Linked DNA regions of Mus musculus: regions 1, 2, 4, 5 and 6 are each linked to region 3. The links are chromatin contacts, called in public ChIA-PET, Hi-C, Micro-C and promoter capture Hi-C maps. All regions are on one chromosome and are shown on one strand. The core of a region is the stretch at or near the end of the contact, and the rest is flanking DNA. Distances in the headings are between cores, read along the strand shown. Region 1 holds the start of Ppara (peroxisome proliferator activated receptor alpha). Region 2 holds the start of AU022754 (expressed sequence AU022754). Region 3 holds the start of Gramd4 (GRAM domain containing 4). Region 4 overlaps Tbc1d22a (TBC1 domain family, member 22a). Region 5 has its middle 24 kb from the start of D130051D11Rik. Region 6 holds the start of D130051D11Rik (a long non-coding RNA gene).

What was found. Hi-C and Micro-C count contacts between places; a contact is called where the count stands out from the background. ChIA-PET counts read pairs in DNA pulled down with a chosen protein or histone mark. Capture Hi-C pulls out chosen DNA fragments and counts their contacts.
Region 1: a contact with region 3 is called in a promoter capture Hi-C map of pancreatic islet. The contact joins the promoter of Ppara here to the promoter of Gramd4 in region 3. A contact is called at or near these places in 9 of 39 promoter capture datasets (the 3T3-L1 cell line, embryonic stem cells, hippocampal neurons and 3 more), 21 of 484 Hi-C or Micro-C datasets (B cells, CD4 T cells, CD8 T cells and 13 more), 5 of 115 datasets of contacts at active chromatin or transcription factors (acute myeloid leukemia, embryonic stem cells, forebrain and 1 more) and 3 of 9 other capture datasets (embryonic stem cells, embryonic tail and pancreatic islet).
Region 2: a contact with region 3 is called in a promoter capture Hi-C map of liver. The contact joins the promoter of AU022754 here to the promoter of Gramd4 in region 3. A contact is called at or near these places in 4 of 39 promoter capture datasets (hippocampal neurons, liver and stem cell-derived epiblast-like cells), 4 of 484 Hi-C or Micro-C datasets (the G1E-ER4 cell line, cortical neurons, liver and 1 more) and 1 of 9 other capture datasets (liver).
Region 4: an RNA polymerase II ChIA-PET map of memory CD8 T cells shows a contact between it and region 3, with 37 read pairs. The contact joins the enhancer-like site here to the promoter of Gramd4 in region 3. A contact is called at or near these places in 3 of 484 Hi-C or Micro-C datasets (CD4 T cells, CD8 T cells and memory CD8 T cells) and 1 of 115 datasets of contacts at active chromatin or transcription factors (memory CD8 T cells).
Region 5: a Micro-C map of the G1E-ER4 cell line shows a contact between it and region 3. The contact joins the enhancer-like site here to the promoter of Gramd4 in region 3. A contact is called at or near these places in 3 of 39 promoter capture datasets (hematopoietic stem and progenitor cells, maxillary cranial neural crest and pre-B cells), 3 of 484 Hi-C or Micro-C datasets (the G1E-ER4 cell line and cortical neurons), 8 of 115 datasets of contacts at active chromatin or transcription factors (bone marrow-derived dendritic cells, bone marrow-derived macrophages, embryonic stem cells and 4 more) and 1 of 9 other capture datasets (embryonic stem cells).
Region 6: a contact with region 3 is called in a Hi-C map of erythroblasts, with 3 times the contacts expected there. The contact joins the promoter of D130051D11Rik here to the promoter of Gramd4 in region 3. A contact is called at or near these places in 5 of 39 promoter capture datasets (3T3-L1-derived adipocytes, hippocampal neurons, liver and 1 more), 3 of 484 Hi-C or Micro-C datasets (embryonic stem cells, erythroblasts and regulatory T cells) and 5 of 115 datasets of contacts at active chromatin or transcription factors (bone marrow-derived macrophages, embryonic stem cells, large pre-B cells and 2 more).

Annotation. Positions count from the first base shown.
Region 1 is chr15:85,733,658-85,738,372 of GRCm38.p6, reverse strand. Ppara (peroxisome proliferator activated receptor alpha) reads right to left here and starts at 2,597. Exons shown (of 8, transcript NM_011144.6): 1 at 2,277-2,597; 2 at 1,495-1,579.
Region 2 is chr15:85,578,314-85,583,133 of GRCm38.p6, reverse strand. AU022754 (expressed sequence AU022754) reads right to left here and starts at 1,992. Exons shown (of 5, transcript NR_040433.1): 1 at 1,717-1,992; 2 at 1-884. Wnt7b (wingless-type MMTV integration site family, member 7B) reads left to right here and starts at 1,313. Exons shown (of 4, transcript NM_009528.3): 1 at 1,313-1,754. The coding sequence starts at 1,684.
Region 3 is chr15:86,055,575-86,060,112 of GRCm38.p6, reverse strand. Gramd4 (GRAM domain containing 4) reads right to left here and starts at 1,351. Exons shown (of 19, transcript NM_001379572.1): 1 at 1,152-1,351. The coding sequence starts at 1,180. It overlaps Gm41375 (a long non-coding RNA gene), which reads left to right and starts at 1,497. Exons shown (of 3, transcript XR_875536.2): 1 at 1,497-1,721; 2 at 3,272-3,383.
Region 4 is chr15:86,342,168-86,346,921 of GRCm38.p6, reverse strand. The region is part of intron 8 of Tbc1d22a (TBC1 domain family, member 22a); the gene reads right to left. Among named protein-coding and RNA genes, the nearest start is that of Tbc1d22a, 130 kb to the right of the region's middle. Within about 2 kb of position 1,906, at least 107 of the 459 cell types and tissues checked have an H3K27ac peak or open chromatin away from gene starts, as enhancers often do. A contact at or near this core is called in CD8 T cells and memory CD8 T cells, where this site is marked.
Region 5 is chr15:85,656,258-85,661,046 of GRCm38.p6, reverse strand. No RefSeq gene overlaps it. Among named protein-coding and RNA genes, the nearest start is that of D130051D11Rik, 24 kb to the right of the region's middle. Within about 2 kb of position 3,431, at least 137 of the 459 cell types and tissues checked have an H3K27ac peak or open chromatin away from gene starts, as enhancers often do. A contact at or near this core is called in the G1E-ER4 cell line, bone marrow-derived dendritic cells, bone marrow-derived macrophages and 3 more, where this site is marked.
Region 6 is chr15:85,631,067-85,635,959 of GRCm38.p6, reverse strand. D130051D11Rik (a long non-coding RNA gene) reads right to left here and starts at 1,364. Exons shown (of 2, transcript XR_003951642.1): 1 at 1-1,364.

The DNA of each region.
Region 1 (4,715 bases), core at 1,348-3,847, 320 kb after region 3:
CCTTTCTTCCTTTCTTCCTTTCTTCCTTTCTTCCTTTCTTCCTTTCTTCCTTTCTTCCTTTCTTCCTTTCTTCCTTTCTTCCTTTCTTTCTTTCTTTCTTTCTTTCTTTCTTTCTTTCTTTCTTTCTTTCTTTCTTTCTTCCTTCCTTCCTTCCTTCCTTCCTTCTTTTCTTCCTTTCTTCCTTTCTTTTTTCTCCTTCCTTCCTTCCTTCCTTCCTTCCTTCCTTCCTTCCTTCCTTCCTTCCTTCCTTCCTTCCTTCCTTTCTTGCTTTCTTTCTTCTCCCCCCCCCCCAGACAGGGTTTCTCTGTGTAGCCCTAGCTATTGGGGAACTAACTCACTCTGTAGACCAGGCTGGCCTCCAATTCAGAGATACACCTGCTTCTGCCTCCTGAGTGCTGGGATTAAAGGCGTGTGCCTCCACCATCTGGCTTCAAGTTTCTTATAATTCTAGCATGGAACTCAGTCTCATGAGCAAGTCCATGGCTGTCTTGTTTATGGGTGGCTCAGTAGCCCCCACCCCAGGAAGCTATGCAATAAGCATGAGTTATATACTAACGTATGTCTATATATGCATTGGCTAAATACTATATCTAAACCTAGTGAGTTATTAGACAGGCAGTTGAAGCAAAAATACATTGTTTTTTACATTCACATGGAAATATTTTTCTCAACTTAATAGTTAATAAAACAAAATAGAAACATGCTTTCTCTTCTCTCATTCTCTTCCCACCCTTTACACACATACACATAGCATACACACCTAGACACATACACACATACAAACACACATTGATACATGCACACACATATACACACATAAACTCTGTTTATAGGCTTGACAAACATAAGTTAAAAAGAACTACTTCAGCTTTCAGTACTTGGGAGCCTGAGGTGGGAATATAAAGAATTCAAGGCTAGCTAGCCTCTGCTACATAGCAAGTTCCAGGCTAGCATGGGTTACATCGCAGGCTCCTACCCTCCTGACAAACTATGAGTCTGGAGTGTTTCCATGCATGTTTAAGAGGTTGGAAAGGAGACACTTTGCTTTCCACTCTCAGTTCATGTCCCACTGGCTCTGGATTTTCATATGGTCACCAAGTCATACCCTTCTAGCTGCTTCTTGGGGGCCATCCCTGCCTGGCTAATGATGAAACTAACCGACTACTTCATTGAATTGATATGAAGACAGCCAAGAGACGGTCTTATGAGCCAGTTTATAAGCCAGTCAAGTAACACCATTTCTAACGCAATACCACCTTTTTAAACTACGCCGACGCAGCCTGCCATAAAGAAATGCGGTTCCCATGAAGCAAACGCACTTTCCCAGAACTGAAACATGGACTACCCATTTACCTGGCTTCCTGAGCCCTGAAAAGACATTTACTATTCCACCACAAAATAACCACTATCCAAGCCCTGTTGCTAGTCTGAAGTGCAACCAAAGACAGCGTTTACAATATTCCAGTCTGGAAGCCGTCCATTAATCCTCTTTACCTGTGATGACAACGTCTTGTTCCCGAACTTGACCAGCCACAAACGTCAGTTCACAGGGAAGGCAGGGCCTTGAACTTCAACTTGGCTGTAGAACGTTAAAGAAGGAACCGGTTACAATATGTTCTCTGGATCTCCCCCAACTCTCCACCACCTTGGGAAAGTCACTGTGACCCTGTTGCCTGCAACCACTACAGTGTCCCAGGGTCGCCCAAGAAAGTTCCGTGCTCCTCCCCCAAGGAGCCTTTCTGCTTTCCTTAGAGGAAGGGAGTAGGTTGGGGTTGGGGGCCCGTGAGCACCCCAGTGGCAGAGTGCCCCCAAAGACATTATATACCACCGTAGATTTTCTTTAGTATCTGAACATTCTCTCCTTTAAATTAAAAAAAAAAAAGTTTGGGAAAAGGAGAGGTGCAGTTATTTCAGGCTAGTTGGAGTGGATATTGGGGCAGAGTCACCCTCCGGACTAGCACACGGGCACTCCCGGCTCCCTTTACCCATATCAGGCCAGCCGCGCAGCCACTGCACAGAGGAGACTAAAGCTGGCCCCACACAGGACCCGCTGTGGCACTGGCCTCTGGAGGGCAGAGACATAGGGTAACTTTGGCATCGTCTCTACCCTACTGTTGGGGCCAACATCGCCCCACTACGATCAGGAGCAATGAGGAAACTAGTGTTCAAAGAGGGTCCGCTGCTGTTGACTCAAACCCACCGGCAGCGTTTCTCAGGTCCCCAGCAAAGCCTAGGCTGTGACCCCAGAATCAGTCTGTCAGGGAGCCTCCAGTTACCTCTCCTCTAAGTTCCCCGAGGGTCTCAGGAAACGCCTCCCGGTGAGATACGCCCAAATGCACCACGCCGTGAGAAGGGAGCGCCCCGATGTCCCCGCCCGTGTGCCCTCCCCTCCAGGGGACAACCAGAGGACCCAGCGTCGCTCCAGTTCCAGGACTCCACGAACCCTCCAGCCCCCAAAACAGCTGCGAACACCAATGTTCGGAGCCGGCGCACGGCGCTCCAGGGGACTCGAAGTGGCGGACAGTTCCGCGGGCCCTGAAAACTCGCACGCGTGTGCCCTTCCTAGCGTGTGCCCTCTCCAGTGGCTGTGGGTCTCCAGACCCGCGCCCCTAGTCCGCGCGCATGCGCCACCGAGCCCCTCCCCTCCCTGTCCACCCACCTCACTGTCCCGGGACAGGGGACGCCTGGCTCCCCGCCCTCGCGCGTGCCCTCCAGCCCCTGGGCACCTGAGGCTGCACTCCGCCTGCGGGTCCGCAGGGCCAAGCGCGCCCAGGAGGAGGCGCCAGGAGGGGCGTAAGCGGCTGCCTCCGCCCCCGTCACCCCTGTCGTGGGACCGTAGCGTCCGGGGCCCCGGCCCGGCACCGCCTACGCGCGCCCGTGCCAGCCGCGCCCCCACGACACGCGCCGCCCCTCGGACGTCCCCTGCGGGGTCCCGCGGCGAGGTGACCGCCCCGGAAACTCCGCCCCCTAGGCCCGGGCCCCGGCTCAGGGCGAGACACACCCCCTGGACGGCAGTGTCTGATTGGCTGCTGCGGGGGAGGGCGGGGCCTAAGAGGCCCGGGGCAGCTCTCCTCGATGCCCATTTAGTGCCTCGGGGCCCGGGCATCCGTTGGTAAACTGAGGCGGGTTAGGTGAAGGGACTGCCCAAGGTCACCCGACGGGGGAGAACAGTCGGTGGGAAGGGTGCGCCTTGGCGCGCACTCCCTCCTGCTCCCAGCCCCGCGCACCGGCCAGGACTGAAGTTCAAGGCTGCGGGTCTGGGTTGAGCTTTCCTCCGGGTGCCCTCGTTGAGCTGGTCTAGATCGCACAGCTTGTTCCCCGAGTCCCGGGAGTTCGTGGGGAGGTGGACGGACAGGCGGAATCTGATCTTTAGAGTCCCAGGATGAGAAATGGGGAGAAAGGAAGAGCGAGCTGGGGCACGCGGCAACAGGTGGCCAAGGTGCCAGGGTGGGTGTGGCGGGCGGGGAAGGCAGAGGCTGAAGGGCATCGAGGACGGTCGCAGGGAGGCGCGGCCGCTCTGACCCACCCTCCGCCTCTGCCCCGCCCCGGGCTGTGGCCCCTCTGCATACGCTTCAGGGGTTGAGGGGCTGACTGTGTCCAGCTCAGGCACTGGGGCTCTGCCAACTGACAGCGCAGGCGGGAGGCTGCAACTGGGAGCAGGCTGCGACCCAGAGCAGCCGCTTTGCTTGTGTCGTCCTTGGATCTTCAGTCACGGAATGCACATGCCCCCCGAGGTGCCAACGCCCCAGGACGCCGCTCCTTTGGGAACGAAATGTGTGCTATGCCAGCCCTCCTGTCTGTCCTCACGCTGGGCCTGCCACTATGCTATTTGTGGCGATGAGCGCCCAGGAGAGCCTACTAGGGAAAGGAAACTTTCAGCGCACATCTCCTTACCCTGGGAACTGGAGACCAGACCCTACAGGCACATTCAGGGACGTCTTTTAAACCCACCTTTGCTGATCAGCCTCATACCTGTGGTGAACTCTGCCCCACCTGCCAGACACCCACAGAACATTCCCTACTTGCCTACTGGCAAGCTCGCCTTTTCTTGCACGCAGTGGCCAGGAAATAGCTACTATTTGTATTATGCTTCGAAGCTTGCAAAACTGAGACCCTGGAGATGGTTGAATGGGTAAAGGTGCTTGCTACCAAGCCTGATGACCTGGATTCCAACCTGGGGACTCACACGGTGGAAGGAAAGAACCAACTCACATGCACACAAGCACACACACACACACACACACACACACCAGCTACTCTGCCACATACAATTTTAAAAAATGGAAAAATTAAAAGACCTTGCACAGTGACCTGTCTGTATGATTTCCTGAATGGCCCAGGGGATATTCAAAGACAACATTAGTCCATTTTCCTACCCTGGCCTGTATATAACAGTGAGCAAGAATGGCTGGAGGCTGCTTACGTAGATGCATCTCCAAAGGACATCCTCCCTAGTGTACCAGGTGGTTGGGGTGGCCACTGAAGAGAGGGTGCTTGGTTGTAGGTCCTGAGTTCCAAAGATCAGAGTCCACATGCAGGAATGCTGCCTTCTTTTGCAGAGTGTTCTGCTGTTAACCCAGTTCTACCAGACATTTGGAATAATCTGGAAAGAATGGTTCGGAATGAGAGGGGCCAGCAGAGTAACTGCTGAGCCCAGAGAACACAGAAAAAAAAAATGACAGTTGGAATTCTTGGAGCGCCCAAGGTTTCAAGAT
Region 2 (4,820 bases), core at 743-3,242, 480 kb after region 3:
GGGGACAGTGGTGTGGGACTGCAACTACCGTTTGACATCTGTGCCTTAGTTTCCCTGCTTGTGATGTCCAAATTCTCCTTTCTAAAGAGTCCTCCAACTCAAAACGATCTGCACAGCTGCACCTGCCGGCTTCTGGACCTGGGGTTCAGGAGCGACTCTCTCTCTCCCGGGTCGGGTCGTGGCAAAAGTTCAGAGGATTTGGAGAGATTAAGAGGGGATTAGGGGCAGGGACGGTAGCTTTTGAGCTCGAGGTTCCGGGCTGAGGACAGCGCCCCCTCATACCCCTCCTCATTTCCACACCAGGCAATTGGGTGTTGGCCAGTTTAAAGACGAGCGCCCTCCGAGTTCATCCCCTTGTCATAAGGGCGCCATTTGATGCTGCTGTCCGGGGCTGTAGACGCTTGAAAACCTGGCACACACCCCCCACCCACCCACCATGTGTCTGGTTACTAGCTGGTCCGCTGTGCTAAGACAGACCTAGCTGTGACAGGCAGTGTCCCTGTCACCCATTTATCCAGGATAGGATCAAGCGAGACACACCACAGGATGTGCCAGGCACCTAGGCCAGTCTGACTTCCCACTTTAGCGGTTCAACAAGAATCAGATCTGACACCCGCCCGCATCGGACAGGCCTGCAGAGTGAGACAGAATCCTCAGACTGGGACTCTCCAAGGATGCCTTTCTGAGTCTCTCTGTCATGGTGCCACTTTTAATGCTGGGCAGGCTGGTGTGTCTACCAGTCTCAAGTCCCACGCTCTGCTTGCGCTCTGCAGTGCCGGGCACTGGAACGAGTTTTCCCCGAGTTTGTTGGGCAGGTAACAATGCCTGATCCGGAGTTGTGGCCCTGGAAGCACCCACGTAGGTAACGTCTAGGGGAAAGATGTCTGCACATAGAAAGGAGATGGTGGTGGGTGGTCTCTCTCTCTTTAACTAGAAACTGGAAACCAAGTGACCACCAAGCCCTGAGCGGGTAGTTTCTTAGCCCCCGCCCCTACCCCCACCTTCACTGTCTCTGAGGAGCGCAGGTGTCTCTTTGGAGCCGCACCCTCTCCCCTCCCTCCCCTCTTCCCACGCAGTCCTGGGAGGGCGATCGGAAGGGAGCTGGCCTGGGGAGGGGGGGCGAGGGGTTAGATGCGTTCGTGTGTCACGGGGGAGGGAGGAGAAAAGGGAGGGGAGAGCCAGGGAGCGCGCGCGAGAGAGCGCGCTGCGAGCGAGGAGGGCGGGCGGGAGGCGGATCCTCCTACCTGGGGCGCGCTCGCCTGCTCGCGGCTCGCTTGCCGGGGCCGCGAGTCACCTGGGGAGGCGGACAAGTGCGGACACATTGGCCGCCCCGGCGCACCGCGAGGCGCGCACGGCCCCAGGCGGCTAAGCCCAGTGGAGGCAGCGCCCGCCCGCTGCTCCTGGCCCCGGCCTGCGCTCGCAGAGTCCCACGGTCACTCCGCTGGGCTCCGAGGTCGCGGTTCCCCGCCCGGGTCACTCCCCCGGGCGCACGCGGCGGCTGCGGCGCCCTGGGCTCACCATGGTGGCAACGCGTGCCGGGTGCCCACGCGTCGCCCGCCTCCCGAGCCGAAGCGCCGGCTGAGCGTGGTCCTACCGCAGCTCCCTGGCTCCTGCCCGGCCCCTGCCCACCCGCGCGTCCCCTCCGGCCGCAGCTGTCTATGGCGCAGCCCCCCTCCCTGGATCATGCACAGAAACTTTCGAAAGTGGATCTTTTACGTGTTTCTCTGCTTTGGCGTCCTCTACGTGAAGCTCGGGTGAGTATTTCTCTGGGCGGGGGGCTGCAGACGGGGAGCCGGCAGCCACCAGAGCCTCCTCCAGCGGACCTGGGGATAGGAGTTGGTGGGGGAGGGCGTTTCTTGAAGTGGCCAGGCTGGCTGGTATCTCCGGCCCTCAACCCAGCCTCGTTGAGACTCAACCGAGCCCCCCCGGAGCCAGAGATCCTCCGGAGGGGCGCGGAGCCAATACGCAGCAGGGACAGCGCGGTCCGCGGACGGCCGCAGCGGGGCTCGCGGGTAGCGGCGAGCGTGCCGGGCGCGTACTTTCACCTGTTTGGGCTCCAGGCCCCGGGGGTGGGACGCGCCTTCCCTCCCCCGGGCTGCGCTGGGCGCCGAGCCCGGGCCGAGCGCTAGCCGCCGGGAGGGCGCGCCGGGCCGGGGGGGGGGTGCGTGGGGCATCCCCGGCGGGGGAGATCGGGGCGCGCACTCGCCGCGAGCGCGCAGGCCTTGCACCCGCCGCGGCCCTTCGTCTCTATCCATCACCCGGACATGTTGAAATTACCTTGACAACTCGTCCGGCTGGCTCGGGATGGGCCGTGGGGCTGGCGCAGCAGCCTCGGGCTCCGTCCCGGGCCCGCGCCCCCGCCCGCCCGGGGCCTTGCGCCCGGCCCCCTCTCACCGAGCTCCCCCTGGCGCGGCCGGCCGGGCGGGCTCCAGGCGGGCCGCGCTCGCTGCTCGCCGCCGTAGCTGCTCCGAGTCGTATTTCCACATTCCTGAACCCAGCCGAGTCCTTACCTGTTGAGCCGCGATCTCCTTTAGACGGAATCTGTCTCGGCCTCCCCGGATTGGGGGTGGAGGGGCAGTGTGACCGAACGGAGCGCACCGCACCTCGCGGGCGTTAGTCACTCTTGGCGGGCCGGCCGGGACCAGACCCCCACCCCCACTCGGAGCACCTGCGGACATCTGTGCCCGCCTTGCCCGGCGATCCTACTATGTGTCGCCCGGCGCTCTGAGGCCAGCCTCATCTTGGCCCTAGGAAGGCCAGTGACCAGACCTGTAGGAGGGGCGGGTTCCGGTACCTGGGAGACCGACTTTCCAGGCGAGAGGTAGAAACAGTCGCTGAAGATCAGCACCCTTCCCAGCTCTCTGCACCTCCGCCATCTTACAGGTGAAGAAATTGAGGCCCAGAGAGGGGTAGGGACCAAACCTGGTGGCCTCAGAGGCAGGATTGAAAGTCTCTTCCTTATTCCTGCAGACCTGGGCGGGAGTGTCTGCGGCTGAGAGTGGTTGTGTTTATTGTAGGTTTGTGAGGGTAGGCTATGTCCCTGGGTGTTTGTTTATGAAGGTGAGGGGTGCCGGGGCTTTGAGCTTGCTGGGATGGGGGCAGGGTGGGCAGGCCACTGCTTCCTGGACTCTCAGCAGCCTGTAATGAATCTCCTGGGCCTGTGAAGGGACCCACCGCCCTTTGGGAGGAGGATCCATGCAGATCCCAGCTACCTGGTTCTGGCGCCAAGGCCTTTGAGTTGGGCGCTTGACTGCACCGGCCCTGGCTTCCATTGCTGACCATTCTTCTCAGCAAAGTCCTCTTATCATCAAATGGGAAAAAGTGTCAGCGGAAGGACCTGGGTGCCCGAGGTTGGGGGACTCCCTGGAGTGGTACCTGGGTTTCATGCCTTTACCTCATCTTTCATGGCTGGGAAGGCTTTTGGCTGTGGTGCTCTGAACAACTTGGTGGTCAGTCCTGAGTAGAGAGGGGGGTCTCTGTTAGCCCAGCCTGGGCTCCTAGATGCCTGTGACCACTATCTGGTAGGACTAAGCAAGCTTTCCTCTGCCCAAGAGCCCCAAGGGAGAATTTGTCTTCCTCCATAAGCTGCCCCCCCACCCCTCTTCTTGAGTTAAAAAAAAATCCCAAAAATCAGGGAATCTCTCTCTCTCTCTCTCTCTCTCTCTCTCTCTCTCTCTCTCTCTCTCTCTCTGTGTGTGTGTGTGTGTGTGTGTGTGTGTGTGTTCCCTCAGTTGAGCAGGAAAGGTAGCTGGGCCTTCCCATGGGACCTAAATGGGTCGGTGCTATGAACACCATCTCTTTGGCAGGTGTCTGGAGCAGCCTCTCACCCTCTCACTGTCATCTGAAAAGAACAGGGTCATGGTAGTATGCCCCTTGGGAGTGCTGAGGGATTAGTTCAGATGGCTTTTGCCCTGACCTTAGGTGGTGGGATATGGTGGCACCTACGAGTGAAGCCTTTCTCATTGCCAATGGTTGTGAGGTCCAAGGTGTGGGAGCCATTCTGGGGACTCCTCTGGATAGTTTTGGGGGGAGGGACTATTTTGTGATGGAGGCCCCAGAACTTGCCCCTCCCCCATGTTTCTGTATGTGTGACCGGACCTCCAGAAATCCCACCAGAGCATTTATCCCCCCCCCCCACACACACACCTCTCGTGTTAGCAAGAACCAGAATCCAGCTCTCAAAATCCAAAAACAGGAGTACTTCTGGTTCTCAGCAATTTCCAAGCACAATGACATTGGGGAGTCACAACACTTAACCTAAGGCCGCTATGGATGGAGCTACTGTCCTGGAGGAGAGGCCAAGGTGGAGTGGGGAGCAGCCAAGGTTACTGAGGTGCCAGGATCAGCCCTGTGCTAGGCTTGTTCCTGCTTTTGTGGTTGGGAGAGGCAAAGGGGCAAAGGATAGGGAGGTTCTGACTCCTGGATGCCCAGGAGTCTCCGTGCTAAGTCCAGGAGCTGCGGATCTAGTCTTTAGGAGCACGACTGTACCACACACAGCTCCTCCTTTCCTGCTGTCCTCCCTGCTCTGAGACTTCCCCCAGCTGACATATACCTCTATACAAAGACATACCGATACAGCCGGGCTCAGCAGAAATAGGAGATGGGACCCCAATCTGTTTCTAGACTATATAAAAAAATTAGTAAAAAAGGGAAGGCTCTTTAGAAGAATTTCTCCTTGCCAACAAACAAACGTTCCTCAGAGAGTAAAAGATTAGAGATGTAAAAGCGAGAGGTGATGGCCCTGTGAGATGAAAGCCTTTCCCTGCCTGTGTCTCCGAAGAGGTGCAGAATAGAGTTGGCCCAGATGCAGTGAGCGGGAC
Region 3 (4,538 bases), core at 102-2,601:
TGTGTCTGGCTGCCGTGGAACCCACACCATCTTGTTAACTCTTATCTTGTCATTAGTCACCCACTGATAAGGAAACTGAGGCAGGGCTGGTTTTGTGACAGTGCCTTGCCCGATCTCACAGAACAGGTATCCGAGATAAACTAACTTCCAACTGTCCTTTATTTCAAACCCTACAGAGCCTGGACCATGACCCCTCCTTCTGAACCTGGCCCTAAAGCAAGCTCCTACCTGGCTGGGGTTCAGCGAAATTGAGGATTGGGGGGGGGAGTGCGTTAAGACTCAGCACCTTTAATTTTGTCCCTAATCTACACAAGGCAAGGCAGGAAGGGAACCCACTCTGAACAAGGTCCCCCCAAACTGAATCTCTCTTATCTCTGAAAATGGGAAGTTCCAAAGAGTACAAGGTTCTGCCTCTGGCCCTAGAAGCCTGCTTCTTACCCTGGCCACGGGTAGGAAGGCCACAGGGGAACCAACATCCAGACTAGTCAGTCCCTCTCCACCCTTCAGAGGTGCTGGTCCCGCTCTGGACAGATGAAGTCTTAGGTTAGGGACTGCCACACAGCACCCCACCTTAACGGTTGTATAAACACATAGGCCTAAGCTCCAGCCCAGGTGCCAACTGTCCCCAGAATCCCATAGGCTAATTCCAAATGAAAGGAAAAGATATAACAGAGAGCAGGGTGTGGAAAGGGAGCAAGCGTCCACAACTTTTCCCCGGGTCATCTGTTGGGCCACACCGGCCTGGACAGCCCTCCTCCTTTTCAGTCCTCCCCCACCACCAAGAGAGTGGGTCAGTAGGACGACATTTGCTGTGCCCTCATCCTGACCCCCCCGCTAGCGGCCTAGGCATGGTGACCCATCTAATGACTCCCCCACATCATAGTTTGGGCCCTGCGTCCCATCGACGTCTGCCTCTCGCCCACCAGGACCCTGACCCGCACAGCGCCCGTGGTACGCGCGAGGGGCGGCCGTGACGCGCGCCCCGGGAGCGTGTGTGCGGGGGCGCGCCCGCGCTGCTCCCCGAAGGGAGGGTCGCTGCTGTGGGCCACCGAGTGAGAGTGTGGGCACACGGGGTCGCGGCCCGGCAGCTAGGACAGAGCGTGGCCAGCGTCGCCCAGGTCCGTGTGGGAGTCCGCGTGCGCGCCGCTTACCCTGCGGGATGATCGGGGCCAACTCTCATCCACCCGCCGCCGCGGCGCCCCCCTGGCCGGCCACCCGGCCGCGCTGCACCTGCCGCCCTCCCGGGAGCCCAGCGGCGCCGGGGAGCGGGGACTACGCGGCCCCGCGGGTGCCGGCCACGAGCGCGGAGGCGGCGCCGCGTCGCGCGCTCACGTCCTGCTGCGCGGAGTCTGCGCGCCCCCCGACCGGGCCTGCGCAAGCCGCCGCCCCGCTCCGCCCCCTCGCCTCCCCGCCCTCCCTGCCCGGTGTGTGCGCGCGCGCGCGCCCGATCACGCGGCGCCGCCTTTGTTTGGGTGACCCACGTGGGTCCTCGCCGCGCGTGCCCACGCGCACGCGTGGCCGCCTGCCAGTCGCAGCCACGGGCACAACCGAGCACAAGGATACACTCCACTGTCACCTCTCTCCCGGCGAACTGGCTTGACGGTTACTGCCAAATGGAGACCCGCGCTTGGTGTAGAAATACTTGTCCTGGCACCGCCAGGCTGGACTCAGAGCACAGCTCCACACTGGGAAAAGGACATGGAACCTCCACCTGGAGGGCAGTGAGCAACTCCTCCCTTCTCTCCCACTCAGTACCTAACCAGGAATGCCACATACCTTTAAATGTCACCGTAGCGATAGGAAGCCTACTTTAGCTCTAGTACTATCTTAAAGGAAAAGAGATCCTCCAGGAGTCACTTCCCCCGTTTTGACTCGCCTTTCAAAAACCAGGGTTGACAAGGACCCAGAAAGATAACTAATGAACCTGGTAAAAGACCACACCCTCCAGAACCCCAGGCCCTAGCCTGGTTGGAGGACTGACCTGCAGCACCGTATGGGGTCTGACCTAGGAGGTCCACTGTAGGGTACGAGGGTGACTGTAGCAAACTCAGCATCAGCAAGTGGAGACAGCACATTAGACCTGTGACCACATGACCCGCTTGCACTGCGGGGCTTTGACGACCTCACCTCCAACCCTCTCAATCCAGAACTGTCCCCCACCTTATTATGTCTCAAGCACCCCAGGAGATTTGAGGAATGCTGAAGGACTCTGAAGCTTTCTGGGGGGTGGGGTGGGTGGGGGCAGGATTCAGGCCCCCTTTTGTCCTCCAGCATTGCCTACCTTCCAGACAGGCCTTTGTCCCAGGGTCTGGGGCTGGCATCCAGAGAGGCTCCTGTAGGTGAGCTCTCTCTCTCTCTGAATGCAGAGTGAGAAGCAATGCCCATGTGTAGCACAACATGAGGTCTGTCCAATGGCTCTTGGCTGGCAGTGTGAGATGCCAGGCTAAGCTGCCTGCAGGGCTTGGTCTTGGCAAGATGAGAGCTACTTTGGGCAGGAACCTCCTCTGAGTCACCTTTGTGCGGCATCCCAGCCCAATGCCACACCAATCTCGCTGGTTCCTCCTACCCCTGGCTTTCCCTGCTTCCTCTCTGTCCTACAGCAAAACCGGACTCTGGTCGTCGCCCCACCCCCACCGCCCCCTGCAAGCACAAGTGCTACTTTCCTGCCTCCAGGATTGCCTAGACCATATCCTCCCTGGGGCGCGGAGGAGGGGGGAGCCTCTCCACTCTGGCCCTACCCAACCTTCCAAGCTAACTCCAAAGTTTCAGCTCCACAAAGCCTCCCTTGACCAGTCGCCCAGTTAGAAAATGTTTCTAGCTTCCCAGGAAGCCAGAGTTCTCGGGAGTCATTCCCCACCCTTCTCCTGTGAACTCAGCTGGGCAGCTTCTACCAGGAGAGGTTCGATGCATTCATGTAGGGATCCCTCCCTGCTGAAGTTAAAGTGTGTCTCCAGAGTCCCTGCATTGCAAGCTTAATCCCCAGTACACCCATGTGGCACGTGATTACTTTGAAGGGCTCTGCCCTCAGAAAGGCTTTATGATCTGAGCTGGCTTTATAGAGTAGGCTCTCGATGGAAGGTGGGTTGGTTTGAATGAGAAATGGCCCCCATAGGCTCATATTTTGAATGCTTGGTTCCCCAGATGGTGACATTGTTTGGGAAGGATTAGAAGGTGTGGCCTTGCTAGAGGAGGTGTGTTTCTGGTGTGCTTGAGGTTCCACAAACCCATATTCCTGGTTAACTTTCTCCCTGCCTCATGTCTGTGTCTCAAGGTATAAGCTCCCAGCGACCGCTCCAGCACCATGCCTGCCTGTCTGCTACCATGTTGCCTGCCGTGATAGTTAACGGACTAACCCATGGGAGTCCCAGATTAGACACTTGTCTGTAAGTCACCTTGGTCATAATGTCTCATCAAAGCAATAGAAAAGTAAGTCCCTGACATGCACTCATGAGGATGGCATGACAGGCAGGTCCTCACTATCACACAGGACATCCTGAAGCCAGCCAGCACAGCTGCAGAAGGGCTCTATGCGAGGTGTTACAGGAAGCCCTGCCCCTCACGTCCAGTCACTCTCTCTGGCTTCCTGTTCCTCTGTAGACAGGCCCTGCCCTCAGCTCCTGACCCCAGGGGAGAATCCTCTCTGGCCTTATTCCTGTAGCATATCTCCATCTCTGCTGTTTCCGGTTCAGCCTGCATGTGTTAATGGTGATGGGAAGGGAGCCTGGGAGATGCTGGGGCTTCTGGTCAAGCTGAGCCACCAGAGGCCATAGCATCACCGCATCAGGAAGACAACCAGCAGATACACGCAACAGCCAGAGCCTGGCATAACCCAGAGGGTGCCCAGGAATGTTCTTTGCATGAGTATCCAGGATGAGCCCCACAATGGAGCCAGACTTCTCTAATCCCTCCCCTCCTGCTCACAAGCATTCACTGGGTACCCATTCCCAGGCACTGCCTGGTGGAGAATGAAACTGGTCAATAAGTACATTCTAGAAGACAGACTTGGACAGACACTACCCCTAGGAGAACTTGGGGTTACCATGACCACCACCTACTCAGAGGCTCCTCACAACCATGGCCCCTCATTAACTGATAAAGGCTATTGTGGTCCCGACTGTGTCTCACAAATCTGAATATTTGAAGTCCTAATATACCAGACCTCGGAACAGGACTGCATTTGAAGACAGGGTCTTTACAGAGGCCAGAAAAGCCAATGGGGCCACATGAGCTACCTCCAGTCTAGTTTGTGTGGTTCTTGCGTGGGGAGGAAGTATTTGAGACAGGGTTCCTCTGTGTAGCCCTGTCTGTCCTGGAACTCAATCTGTAGACCAGACTGACCTCGAACTAGGAGATCCACCTGCCTCTGCCTCCCAAGTGTTGGGATCAAAGGCGTGTGTCAGTCACCGTTGCCCAGCTATCTGGCTGGTTCTTACCAAAAGACAATCAGGACACAGACTGAAAGGGATGACCATGTGGAGACAGAGAAGGCAGAGACTCACTCCACACCCTGGTGAAAAGGAACTGACCTTGTACAGTAA
Region 4 (4,754 bases), core at 657-3,156, 290 kb before region 3:
AATGACTCCAGTTTATATGTCTCCCCTCCTACCAAAGGATCCTTCGACACTGGTACAGATGTCTAGTATGCCAGGCTGTAGAGTAAAGAGCCAGCACCTGGCAGAGAGCAAGCTCCTGGTGGTAGGAAGGAGGGAGAGGCTGTTGTCATGACGACACTAATCACCTATGCTGCACAAACCCTGCAATAAACCTCTTCACATAATTAGGAGCTTAACTGGTAATCAAAAATATTCTGTTCTTTATAAGCAAGCTGGAATTGCTCTATGGATCTAATCTTCACATTTCCCAACTTGGGAGTTTTAAATTTGAAACCCTGACACTTTGGTGATAGAGATTGTACCACTTAATTACGCAGATTTGGGCTCTGTTGTGGAGAAAGGGTCCTGCTTTGGTGAGGGTAGCACCACAACGCCAGACTATAAATTCACAAAACTCTGGTTCAGCAAAAACAACTAACACTGTGATCAAATTGGTTTTGCAGTGGGAATGTTTAATTCTAATATAAATAACGTTCAATTCAAGGTTATAGAAGACACCACAGTCACCGTTCCCTCTCTACTCCACTGCTGAAAACTTCAGCCACCACCTGTGGGGCCACAGCACAAACCTACGATTGGAGGGAGGGGTGTGAACAGACAAGAACCACAAGATAAGGGTGAGATGGGTTAGCCTGAGCATATTTACGACCCAGGAGCTGTTCAGTGGCCTGGGAGACAGTCCCAGCTGAAGAGCACCGGCGGCTGCTTCTCACAGCAACAGTTAGCTCCCTATCCCCCGCCCTCCATAGCCCTGACCAACCTCACAGAACCCGCAGTCAGGAAAGCAAGACTCCGGAAGAAGGTGGGCCTGTGCTGCAGGATGCTGTGCTGCAGGATGCTGGTGGGGAGACAAGCACAGAAAGAAAGGCACTCCCTGGGCCTGCGATGTCACTTTCTGTTCTTTCACAACATAGCAATCTTACCGCGCCTGGGCTCTTGGCTTCACAACACCACTGTGAGTAGGCATTCTTGTTCATAGAAAAATTACTCGCTGAAGCAGTAACTGGTTCTATCTCAAGCTTGAAGCACTAACAAGAAACTGGGGTGGGAAGGGAGAGGGTGAGACAAGAGCATCTTTTTAATGTCTGAAAAAGGAAACTGCTCCTTCACTGCCCTCTGGACTCAGTGGTTTTTGGCTGCTCATTTGTAGGGATATTTGCCAATTAAAAAAAAAGGGGGGGGGGGGTGGGGAAGCAAATGAGACAGAGATGGAAGTGGAGGGGTGTCTGTCCAGTGTAGATGGCTGCCCATACTAAGTTCACAGTGGTATGAAGGAAGGTGACGTTGAGACGGGTGAGACTCATAGAGCCTGGACACAGCTCTGGGCTGACCCATATAAATCCCTATCATCACAGAGACTGAAAGTTGAGAGCCAACCCAACTGAAGGTTGCCATAGGACAGGACAGAGAAAGATGCAGAGACTCTGAGGTAGACAAGGGCTATTGGGTAATGCCTACAGCAGCACAAATGAGTATGGTCCACTATAGTCAGCAATTGCACAGGGGACAAGTCAATCCCACAGTCACAGTCCCCACCGCAAAGGACAGAATGTAGCTTGCAGAGGCCCCACACAGCACATGCCACAAGCTCAATCTCCCATCTATGCTTCCTGGTACTGACCCTGAACCCGGAAGGGTACCCCAAAGCCTGTGTCTCTCAGGCCTACAACGGTGCTAGCACAGAGCAGATGTTCATTAATGCAGGACGAGGGAGTAAACAGACTTCCTTCAAAGAGTCTGTGGTCTAGGAGGAATGACTAATTACAACCATAATGAGAAAAACTACTCCTTGAGGAATGAGAAGTAGGCGCCAGCCCAGTTTCTCAGCTACAGAAAACATTCAGGCTATTACTGAGCTGACGGCTGTGCATCGGAACTCTCATTTGAGTATGCCAATGACAGTGCAAGCAACACTACAGTAAAAGGGAAGTCACTCAAATCGAAGGAAGCAAGTATGCCCCCTTAACTCGCCCTTGCCACCCCCTCAAGAAGACTCGGTTCTCTCAGAAGGTGGAGAACAAGTTGGCTATTTTGAAAGCCTCAAAAAAACTACAGCTGTGAAAAAAAAAAAAAAAGCTGAGTTTGCCTTTGAAAATTATAGGCGCAGTTTCTCAGGAAAGCAGGGTGCTCATATGTCCCTGGGGGATCCTAACTGTCTCAACCCCAACCCTGCTCTCCCTGACACGGGACAGCAGGGAATCCAGGGTCCTTATGGGTCATTAAGCCACAAGATGAGCACCTGAGACAGGCTCAGCCCTCCAGCACCTCAAGGATGTCTGCCTGAGTGTGGTATTAACAGATTTGGGTCCCTTTCTTATTCCTTAATGAGGAAAGGCATCTTGGACTTTCAGCTAAGACCTTCTTTCTGACTCTGTATTCCAATTAGGAGACTACACAGACAGACACCCACTTCTCAGCAGTGGGGACCTATGGAAATGAACTTGCTAAGGATACAAACATCATAAATCAATCTACTAAAGTGATTCATCTCTATCTAATTAGTCAAAAGTAACCGAGGGTCTTCATATCAACCAACAAAGCAGCCCTGATTCAAATTGTGCATAAAAGCAGCAGAGAGAATAAAGGACCAAAATAAGACCAGCAACCCAGCCTGCTCACCCTGAATCCTTGGTCAGTCAGCCCCACAAAGATGGTTTCATTCACCCCACACCAGGGGGTCTTTCACTGGGACAAAATTCACCTCCGTGGGTTGTTTAGGGCCCACTCTTGTCACAAACATGAATGCAGTGCAGGCTCTGGGAAAGCTGTGTGGCTTAAGCACGTGCCCTGGGGGGCAGGTCAGGAAGGCAGCAGAAAAGCAGGGCTACTGTATCCTGTAAAAACTCTTAAGTGCTTGTAAGAGGGAAAGTCCAACAAATTTATGACAGGCCAACGGCTCATAACAATAATCTACAAAGAGTTATTTCTCAGTAAGAAACACATGGCAGTAGGCCACCTGAGAATAAAGAAAACACCCTCAAACAGCTTTGTAGGAAAGAAGCCAGCTAAAGCCATGAAGTAAAACTAACTGATCCCCAACACATACGACTCACCCACACTGGGAGGTTCATTTCAGTTAAAAATGGTGCCTGCCCAATCCAAGGAATAAGAAGCAGACTTTTAGAACCTACAGGGCCAGCTCCAAACATAGTACTCAGCCCTAAGAGGATCAGGAAGACTTTGTGGGGAGGGGTTAACAAAATGCACCGAGACCCCTGGGAGACTCTCAGAGCACAGTGTGGCAGGAAGAGTCAAAGGTCCATCCGCCATGGTTAGGAAATCAAGGCAGCAGAAGCCTGAGGCAGCCGGCCACAGGGCATCCACAGTCAGAAGACAGCAGGGAATGCATGCTGGTTCTCAGCTCCCTTTCAGCAGTCTTCCCTGTCCAGAGAACAGGGTCAGCCTCAATGGGCAGGTCTTCCTCAACTAACATAATCCAGATAAAGCTGGCTCTCATGGCACTCCCAGGTGATTCTAGAGTCTGTGAATTGACAATTAACACTGCCCATCACAAATACTAACACACAAGAGTTCTGCAGGGCAGGTTCAAGTTCTCCGCGGAGTAAAACAACTGGGCACTTTTTTTCAAAATCAGCGTAGAAGAAATCTGAGTCACTCAAAGTGCTACCTGCAAGAGGAAGTCAGCCACACCCTGTCACTGAAAATATGGGCACTGCAGAAGCTGCTGCACAGTCTTCCGGGAAGCTGATCCCAGTGGCTCAGCCACATCCCTTCTTGTGGGGGCAGACGTCAAATCACATGACTTATGGTTTATTTTATTTTCTGTGTGTAGAGTGCCTGTGTGCCTATATGCTCTGAAAGAGTGCTTGGTGCCCTCAGAGGCCAGAGAGGGTATTAGATCCCCTGCACTGGAGCTACACACAGTTACAAGCTGCCATGTGGGTATTGGCAACCAAACCCAAGTTCTCTACAGTAACAACAAATGCTTTAAACTACTGAACCATCTCTCTGCCTCACATCCTCCTACCATAAGGAATGTGGCACACGGATGCCAGAAGGATTACCTAAAGCAATCAAGGCAGCCGCCTCAACTTCAGGGAGAAGGTGGAAGAGCAGGCCATGCTGGGGCCCCTGACACAGGCTGGCTAGAGGCAGGCTCAGAGTTACAGGCTGCCAGCAGGGACTGACACTGGCTATCTTGAAGACTGCTCCTCAACCTGACCCTTTCCCTTTGTCCCTTTACATTGGTAGGTGAAATATCAGCATTAGTAAGGCGGGATCTACATGTTTGTATTTCCCACTGCCAGAGGCTCTCCCTGGCCAGTTCCTATAGACATCTGCATCTGGCTCTCCTTTCACAGCAAGCACTGGTCTAGCTCAGCACCTCAAAAGGGCTCAGGAACGCTGCATCAGCACACAAGTGAAAAGCTGTTCCATTAACTTTCTCTGCAGAGCAACCCATCACAGTCCACAGTCACAATACTACCTAACATGCAACCTCCACAAATCACCTGTTAGTTAGAAGGACACTGGTGGCCATGCATGGAGGTGCACACCTGAAATCCTAGTACTTGAGGCTGAGGTAGGCAGATCAAGACCTTGAGAGCATCCTGGCCTACAGAGTGAATCTAGTCTGGCTTAGGCTATATGGAGAGGCATTATTTTTTAAAAAGAGGGTGGGGGAGGAGATGGAGATAGGGAAGAATTAATGTCATTTATCCTGCCTCCCTACTCTAAAGACTCAGACTGAATCC
Region 5 (4,789 bases), core at 2,182-4,681, 400 kb after region 3:
GCCAGGCGGCGGGCAGCCCTATTGAGGGCGAACAAAGGGCGCGACCCCGGGGTCAGGAGTCGCGGGCTGCCGGCCGCTGCTTTGTCCCGGTGTTTGCTCGGCGGAGCAGAGCACACACTATATTGACTAAAGCGGATTAGAGGGTCGCGCCCTGACGGTCGCGCAGACCCACAGCCTGGACCTCCCAGGGGCACGGGCCCTTCCCAGGCCGCTGCTCGCTCACGGTGCGCCCTTGGGGAAACTGAGGCTCGGGCTGCACCCAGAGGGCTCAGAGTCGTGCGGCCGCAGCCCTGGTGTCCCTGGCGGTGCAGGGGTCACTCCAGGGAGTCTCACCAAGCCTTTCATGCCAAAGGAACACTGACACTTCTCTGGCTCAACGTGTGACAGAATTTTTCCGTTTTTGTTTTGTTTGTTTTGTTTTTTTTTCCATCCAGCAGGACCCAGGAATTCGGGGTTTATTGTTTGTTTTTTTGTTTGTTTGTTTGTTTGTTTTAAAGGAAGACCTTGCCTGAAGGCTAAGAAACTCTTTAGTTAGACACATGAGCGGATTTCCTCCATATTACAAAATCAATTCTGCAACATTATTGGCAAAAACAAAAGCAAATCAAACTCAAGCCCCTAGTCTTGACACCAGCCGCGTGACCCAGATGGGGATCGAAAGGGGTTTGTGCGCGAAAGAAAACTTTTGAGATATAGAAATTTTTGTAAACCTAGCCTTAAAAATGATACGTTTTCAAAAAAGATGATGACTATGAATAGACCGCTAAGATTATCATTTGACAGCATGAATTTAAGACTCACTTACTTCTCCATTACCCAGAAGTCCTTACCCCTTTAAATTGACTTTAAACACAAAACAGCAACCGTGAAGCACACAGGGCTCAAGGAGGAATGCCCCTTCCTCTTCATGCTAAACTTTAGGGGACACCAATCCCTTCTCCCTAAGTCCACATACAATCTTAATTGAGATTTTTACAGTCTGGTTATGTAAGCACTTGTGTTTGACTAGGGACCCCATGAAGTATTTGATTGATAACCTATCAATGGAAACATCTTCTACTGAGGAACAGATAATATTTACTCTCCGTAGGGTATATGTTGGCCTAACGAATATTTCTGCTGCCTGCCATCTATTCCCAACAAGTAAGAGAAAACATGTCATCTGTCTGTATTTCTACTCCTAAGCCTTTAAAAACAATCATCCTGACTATGAAAATACCACGTGTTTAAGGAATGCAGGGAAAAGCTTAAAGTCTAAACAGCGAGAATAAAATATAAACATGTTAAGATATAGGTAATTTAAGTAGAAACTATACACACACACACATGCATATATGTGCAGGTTAAATACAAAATACATAGAAAAAGAAAATCTTGGTATAGGTAGATCCTAATATTCTGGATATTTCCTTCTCCACTAGTATTTAATGAACATATGTAATGAACATATGCACACAATGACATAACTTACATATGTACTTACTGCTAGGGAACGGTCACATACTGAACTTCCCCAAGCCACCACAAACTCTTTGTCGACACCATTTTTAGGGGGACACACTATGCCACTACTTCATTCTGTGATAATTTACTGGGTTGACCTTTCTATTGCGAACTTCATCTTTTTGCTGTTTCCCCCCTCCTCCCCCCTCCCCCGATAATTAGTGCTGGGACCCACGAACCTGACTGTAAAATCTGTGTGCAGTGTGAGCTACTGAGAAATCTCTAAGGGCCGGAGAGGTGGTTCCATGATTTAGAGCGTGAGTCGCTCTTGCAGAAGACCCAGGTTCGATTCCCACCACCCACCTGGTGGCTCACACGAAGCATCCTAACTTCAATTCTGGGGAATCTGGTGCCTTCTCCTGGCCTCCAAGGGCACCAGGGGTGCCGGTGCACACAGCTATGCACATTAAAGAGAATAAATAAATCTTTTTAAAAAGTTTTTTTTAAGAAAAGAAAAAATAGGGAAAGAAAGAGAAACATAAAGACATCTCTAGTTCTCAGCAAGGAACTCAAAATTTAACAATTTTGAAATTTCTTTTTAATTTAGCTGACTCCATGTATACATTGTATATACATTTGTTAGCTCCCTTTCTAGAGGCCTGGTTCTGTGGAACTTTTTTTTTTTTCTAATTTGTAGGGCCAGCTGAGGTACATGCCTAACTATGATATGGCATCTGGGGACTGGATCCCTACATTAACCTTTCTGGTGTTTCCCTGCTTGCAAGCCCCTTGTCCCCATTGGCAATCCACTTGGTAGATTTAAGTCAAGGCCATAAAATGGACACCTTAGAGGCAACTATCTCAACAGAGCCGACGGCCACTTCACAGCTAACAAGAGGCCTGCTTTATTTGGCCCAACTGTTTTACTCTGCCCAGGATCCAAACACCAATACTGCTGTTTATCATATCGCCATACTGCAGGTCCCTGTGCTGACCGCCATGTTCCCTACCTGCCTCTACCCCTACCCCAAGGAAAGCCTCAGTTTCCCTTCTCCACCTTAATAGCAAGGTTCTGGGCCGCTCTACTCCCATGCACCCAGAGTTTTTGTACATCCTTAGCTTTGCAGTGTGGCTGTCTGCTGCTGGAATGATTAAGGTCCGGCTGCCAGATCTGGGCTCACAAAACCTCAGGGAAGAAATCTGGTATCAGGGAGCCGGAGGCCTTCTCCTTGAATACCTAAGGGCCAGAGCTGGCCACTTGGAGGAGACAGATCGGGTTCGCCTGGGAGGAAGAAGTGCCTCTGGAACCAAATGGCAAAGAAACGGGGACAACGGAGCAGACAGGCATCGTGCAAACAGATACTGCAAGAGTCAAGAGGGAGGAAGCCCAGGAAAACGTGAGGAGAGCTTGTCTCTTTGTAGAAACCACAAACCACCTTTCCTTGCATTCATTTCTGTAACCTCTAAATTGTTTACAATGTATCCATGATGCGTTCAGAATCACAGGACTATGTTATATCACAAAGATATAATTCACATGGAGAATGAAGTGTGTGAATGGCTACTGTTTATGAATTTAATGCAAATACTGATTATCACCCATTGCCTCTTTTTAAGAAAAAGTTAGTTTATAGCTATTCCCTTATCTCCAGCCCTTGACCCTGTAGGGAAAGCTTCTGTTTCTCAAATAGAAACTGAAACCAAGAGATCCGCCAACACTGGCTGCTGGTGTCACTGGCCTGCAGTAGCCCCAACAGCTACAAGCGAGCAGGCTCCTGTTTATACCAGGAGTGAAGCACCTTCAAATTTCAAGGAGCCTTTCTATACCCCTCTAACAGCTTCCAGACCATTTTCCTTGGAGAGTCGGAGAGTCGTTGTATTTCCTATAGAGTTTGGTTTGTCTGTCTGCTGTTTTCACAGTGTCAGTAGTAGCGCCTGGAGCCAGGGCAGAGCTACAGGGAACAAAGACCGTCTAGGTTCGCCTTAAAGTAATGGTACTTACACGGGTCCCTTTATCACTCAAAGGGCATGATGCAGCTTGTGGGTCTGACTAGTGACTCTGTGGAGTGTGACAGTGTCTCAGCTGGGTTGGTAGTCTCCCTTCTGATAACATGACAGCCTTAGAAGGAAGATCTGTGCACAGACCAGGGCTCAGTGTATGTCTAAGGACACTCCAATCCCAGGACCCTGACCCCTGTGAGAGTGTATCTTGTTTCTCACTTGTTTACAGTGGGCTGTTTCTAGATTCCAGCTGCAGGGATGGGTCTCCAGATCCAATGAGGGTGGCTTAAATATCTTCCTTTAAAAGTGGGATAAAAGGAGTGCCCCTGTGCTGTTTTCTACTCTAAAAGGCAATTCCTAAATTTGGATTGGAAAAAAAAAGTACTTGAGCTTGAAACTCCAATGGTTTTCAGAACGTGAGTGAGATCCGCCACTCTTCGTGCTAACAGCATCTTAAATGGCCTAAAATAAATCAGAACAAAATGCTGTGTGTAGAGCATATGTCTCCCACCACTCCTGGCTTTCTGAAGGCAGTTTGAGCTGCCGCACACAGACATGTGTTGACCCATGAGCTGATGGCCCGGACTCCTGCCAGGCCCAGGACCTGTGAGGCACCAACCTCTCACAGACCATACAGACCCAGCCTTGCTAGACATCTCGGTGCTCAATGGGGATTAGACTATAAAACAAATAACTTAAAAAAAAAAACAATCAACAGGTGAGTTGCATGAGTACACATTTTTATTTCCTCCAACTCAATGAGAGAAAGGAGAACAAAGTCTGGGACTTGGAATTTTTAAGCCATGAATGGATGGGCACACTTTCAAAAGATTTATTTTACTTCCTCTCCTTAACACTGGGCATAGAAAAAAAAAATCCCTGCTTTCTAAAACAAAAACACATGCCATTTTAATTTAGCAAACAAAAGCCAGGATGAAAGAAAAAAATCTCTACTGAGACAATTTTTAAATTAAAAAGGCAGGAAGGGGTTGCTTTTTTACCTTTCGGGGAGGATTACCTTATGCAACCATCAATAATTTAACAATCAAATAATCAAATCACAGCAAAATGCCAATTCCATCTGAGGCTTTGAGACCAAGGCCTGGGAGAGATTTTACTTGTAACTGCCAACTAGCTGAAGCTGGGGTTAACTGCGAGAGCGCTTTAGGGAGTCTCCAGACAGGGCGGGGTCATAATTAATTTATTTTATCTTATCCATCTATCTACACACAGGATTAAAATATTCACCTCAGTCCGCTCCCTTTGAAACATACACCCACTCCAGGGTGACTTCTACAGCCTTCACAGCTCTGACTGCCTTCCTCCCCCATCCTTGGAGGACACC
Region 6 (4,893 bases), core at 115-2,614, 420 kb after region 3:
TTATATATGAGAACACTGGGTGGTCTCTTTCATACACATTCTGTCCCTGAGAGTGGCTTGGCAGGCTTGGTCCAACAAACCAGATGCTTGGAAATCACCTACTTTTCCATGTTCTTCAAAGGCATCATAGAGACCATCTTCTGCAACCCACTCCTGACTCCGGTACAAAGAAAGACAGCGCACAAATGATGCACAATCTACAATGTTTCATTTGGGGGTTGATCTTGTAATGGTGCAGAAGCGACAGGCATCAGCAGAAACACTACTTGGGATTTTGAGTTTGATCTCTTCCATGCTGGTGATAATGCGATATAAGCACCCTTTCTCAACGCTGGCCATCACCAGGGGAAACCACATGCTCCAGTGTGCTGAGTTGATAAGCCAGGACATTTAGTAGATTAAGCAACCCCATGATGTTTTAAGCCACAGTGGGTCCTCTGTATGAGCCATTATTAAAGGTTAAAGAACCTTTATTTGATGGTCTCGGTGAACAAGTTGGGGTGGGGACATCAGGCACCTCCAGGATGCTTAAAGTCTTCTGGCTAGGAATAAAGAATGATGAACGGGGCAGTGCTGGCGACGAGAGGTGACCACGGAAAGGAACTATGTGCTCCAGCTGAGCAGAACAGATTAAACCAGAGAATCAGAACCAGGGTGTGGAAGGACTTGTCTCTCTGTGGAGGGACAGTGCTGGCCACAGTGGCTAGGAGCCCTGCGACAGCACATCAGAAGCATGTGCGGGCCTTCCTGAAAAGTGGCTGTCAACAAATAGGCGCTCTCGTCTCTGGGCCTGCAGACCTCCAAAAGGGGCGTTCACACTGCGGGGCTAGCCTGGGCTCTGCATTTCTTGGATAGGGCTGAGCACCCGGCAGGGCCACGTCGCTCCTGGTACAGAGGGAGGCTACAGTCTAAAGTAGGAGGGGCCTCGGGTTCCCGGTGCCAGGACTCCGCCGCCAAGACGGTGCCGTGGCCTGCCCCCTCTAGGGACCTAGAAAGCTCCACGCTCACACCTTGAGGGGGTACAGAGGGAGCAGAAAAGGCAGAAGTGCGCCCACGGCGCCCACAGCCCTTAAAATAACACACAACTCTCACGCTCCACCCCGGAAGCAGACTCGCGGTAGACGTAGGGCGGGGCCTCTCGAGTCTGGGGGCGTGACTTCTAAGTAGCCTGCGCCGGAAATGAAGTCCAGGGTGCGGCATACTTGGAGGCCGCGGTTCGCAGCTGAGAGGCGGGGCCCTGTCTAGAGGCGGAGCCTTGCCCAGCTGGAGGTGGAGCCACTGGGCCACCATCTCCGACTTCCGGGGTCGCGGGCGGTGCGGGCGGAGTGAAGCACAGAGTGGGCGGGCCCTGGGTCGGCCAGCTCTGAATGCAAATTTACGGCCTAGCAGGCTGCGGCTCCGGGGCGAGGCCTGCGTGTGGGGCGGGGCCTAGGTATGTGGGCGGGACCTGGCGCCGGGCACGCCCAACCTTAGTGCGGGCAGGCGGGAGGCGGAGCCTCTGCGCGCGGCCTAAATGAGTTTGCGCAGACTCAGGGCGGGCTCTCAGCCTGTCACTGTGAACCTTAGGGCTGCATTTCACTTGAATCAGATTTTCGTTTTAGTCAGACTTTTCTGTTCTGAAAGCTTTCCTGCCCTTGGAGTTTGTAAATCTTGGCAAGGAGGAAGAAAACGGGTAACCCTCAAGCTCCTCGTGAGATTTTTCCTTTTTTGAGGCTGTGTACGTGATGTAAAGAGTCTTGCAAAATTGCAGTAACACTTGAGAATACCTTAAAAATACCCAGTTCTTGATCTAAGGGTGTACCTCAGTTGGTAGAGTCCTTTCCTAGCAGACAGGAGACCTTGGCTTCCATTCTAGTATCAAACAAACAAACAAACAAAAACTTTATAATTTTCCAACTCAAAAATCATACGTTACTGGAGAAAATTTAGAAAGTTGACAAGAATTTTTAAAAACCTGATCAATATGCCAGGTAGTGGCACACTCCTTTAATCCCAGCACTTGGGAGGTAGAGGCAGGTGAATCTCTGCTCTTGAGACCAGCCTGGACTACAGAGCAAGTTCCAGGACAGTCAGGGCTATATCTCAAAAACACCAACAACAACAACACAAAAAACAACAACAAAAACAAATAAACACTCTGATTATTTAAGATCACTAGTGTTAACATTTTGACGTTTCTATTTTTATAATTCTATGTATATTTGAAACAGAAATAGGGACAATACTATACAGTACTACCTTGCCCTTTGTCTTTTTGTGGCTGGTGTTGCTGTGAGGGTCTGACCATAGCCCTATTTGTGGCCCCACACAGCCCTAGATGGGAAACCCCTTTGTTATTTAACTCTCATAGGCCGTCTTGTTTCCATCTCTTTTGAGTTTTCCTTTCTTTCTTTCTTTCTCTCTTTTGTTTTTGTTATTGTTTTTTGTTTGTTTTTGTTGTTTGTTTTTTCGAGACAGGGTTTCTCTATATAGCCCTGACTGTCCTGGAACTCACTTTGTAGACCAGGCTGGCCTCGAACTCAGAAATCTGCCTGCCTCTGCCTCCGGAGTGCTGGGATTAAAGGCTTGAGCCACCAAGCTCGGCCCTCTTTTGAGTTTTCTACATTTAAAAGGTAACAATGTTTCAACAAGTGATAAATCACTTGTAGCCAAAAAATAGATACCTAGTGTCCAGATTACATAAAGAACTAAAACTCAACAATGAAATCCCTAATTTAATTATAGGCAAAGGACTTAAATGTTTTTAAAGACTAAGTAGCTAAGACCCATACAGCCAACAAGATACTCATTGTGGCCAATCAACAGAGGGGAAAAAAAAAAAACCAAATTCACAAAACACTTCACACTAAGGTTGCAAGTACAGAAAAAAAAAAAAAGCACAAAAATGGAAAAATGGAAAAAGTGTTGGCAAGTATGTGGAGAATCTGGAACCTTTTCACATTGCTGGTAGGAATGCAAAATGACGTAGTTGCTACAGAAACCTTTATGGAAAAGCCAGAGCTACCACAAGGCCCAGCAATTTCTCTTGTCAGTATGTAACCAAGGACTTGAAAGCAGGAATGCTGTCAGTCTGCTGTGCACTCCTGCTCCAAGGAGAGGAAAGGTAGAAATTCTAGAAACAGCTCCCAAAGGGTCATGGATGGGTCAGTGGGTGAAGCTGATAGCATAAACACAAACAAAGGGGCATCAGCAGGCTTAGAAAGGAATCAAGTTCTCCAATCAGCTACAACAGAATTGAACCCTGAAAACAGGGCTAGGTGAAGAAAGCTAGACACAAAGTATCCAATCATGAGGCCCATTCAACAGATCCTCAGGCGAGCCCATAGACAGGAGAATGGCGTTTCTAGGCTCTGAGGCCAGAGGAAGTGTAAAGTTCTTAGTGACCAGATGAGTTTCAGTTTAGGATGAGAAGGTGTGGAAATGGATGCTGATGGCTGCATAGCAAGGAGTGGATGCCTAATGCTGTGGAAACAGTACATTAAAAAAAAAAAAAAAAAGCTTATTAATATTCATGAGGAAGTCTGAGGACGATTTTTAGGAGTGTCTCCTTCCACCTCCTTGAGGGAGGGCAGCTCATTTCTGCTGCGCAGTACAGGCAAGCTGACCCTTGTGCTTGCAGCTGATTCTCCCGTTTCTGACTCCCATCTCGCCGAAGTGCTGAAATTAGATACATGCCTGACGTAAATCAGACTTTTTATGTGGGTTCCAGGGATCAAATTCAAGCTGGCGAACGTGTGGGGCAAGCACCTTTACCTCCTGAGCCCTTTAGCCAGCCTCCTCAATAATACCCTTACAACTATGTTAACACCCCCTAAAGGCATTTTTGGGGTGGGAAGACTTTTTGGAGTGTGTGTATGTGTTTATGTATACATGGAGGACAGAGTCAGACTTCGAGTGATTTCTTCAATTATTCTCTGCCTTATTATTTTTTCCCACCTTATTTTTTGAGACAGAGTCTCTCATTGAACTGGAGCTCAACTTTTGGATCAGACTGGCTGACCAGCAAGCCCAAGGAATCCTCCTCTTTCTGCCTTCATAGTACTAGATTACATGCTAAACCATGGGGGAGGGATAGGGTCTTTTTCTCAGATGCTAATCCCAGTTCATAAATCTCAGGCCCATTGAGGTGCCCCTCCAGGTGGCTGCGGATGGCGTCATTCAGGCTTCTCTGTACTAATCTCCAAGCAGGAAAGCAAGCCTGGTTTGGAAAAGCAGCAAATCACTGGTGATCTTTATCTGAACTTGATCTTTTCTGTTTGAACCACCACCAACACACACACACACACACACACACACACACACACAGAGAGAGAGAGAGAGAGAGAGAGAGAGAGAGAGAGAGACATTTTCTTCTCTAAACACCAATACATTTATTGCTGACAATTCTGATAAAATAACAAACAGAGCTACAAGTTGGAGAGGCCGCCATTGTCAAGGCCGCCTCTGTTCGTGGCACTGTGCCCATATAGCCACTGTGACTATACACCATGTTGTATTATCTTTGCCTTTACTAACAGGCAATTTTTTAAAAAAGTCTCATGTTTCAGTGTTTCTGCAGCACATTTTATGCCATCCACTGTTCGGATGTCTCGTATGTACCTCCTGTACTTGATTCTTCACTGTTGGCCATATGGGTGATTGACACACAGACTGTAGTGAGCATCCTTGTGTGTCTCTCATGTTCCTTAAGTGCCCCTAAGAGAGGCTGAAACTTCACAGAAAACAAGCCCTTTCTTGTTCTGTTTTAATTTTTTTTTAATTTTATGTGCATTTATATTTTGCCTGCATATGTGTCTGTGTGGGTGTCAGACCTTAGAGTTATAAACAGTTGTGAGCTGCCATGTGGGTGCTGGGAATGGACCCTGGGTCCTCTGGAAGAACAGTCAGTGCTCT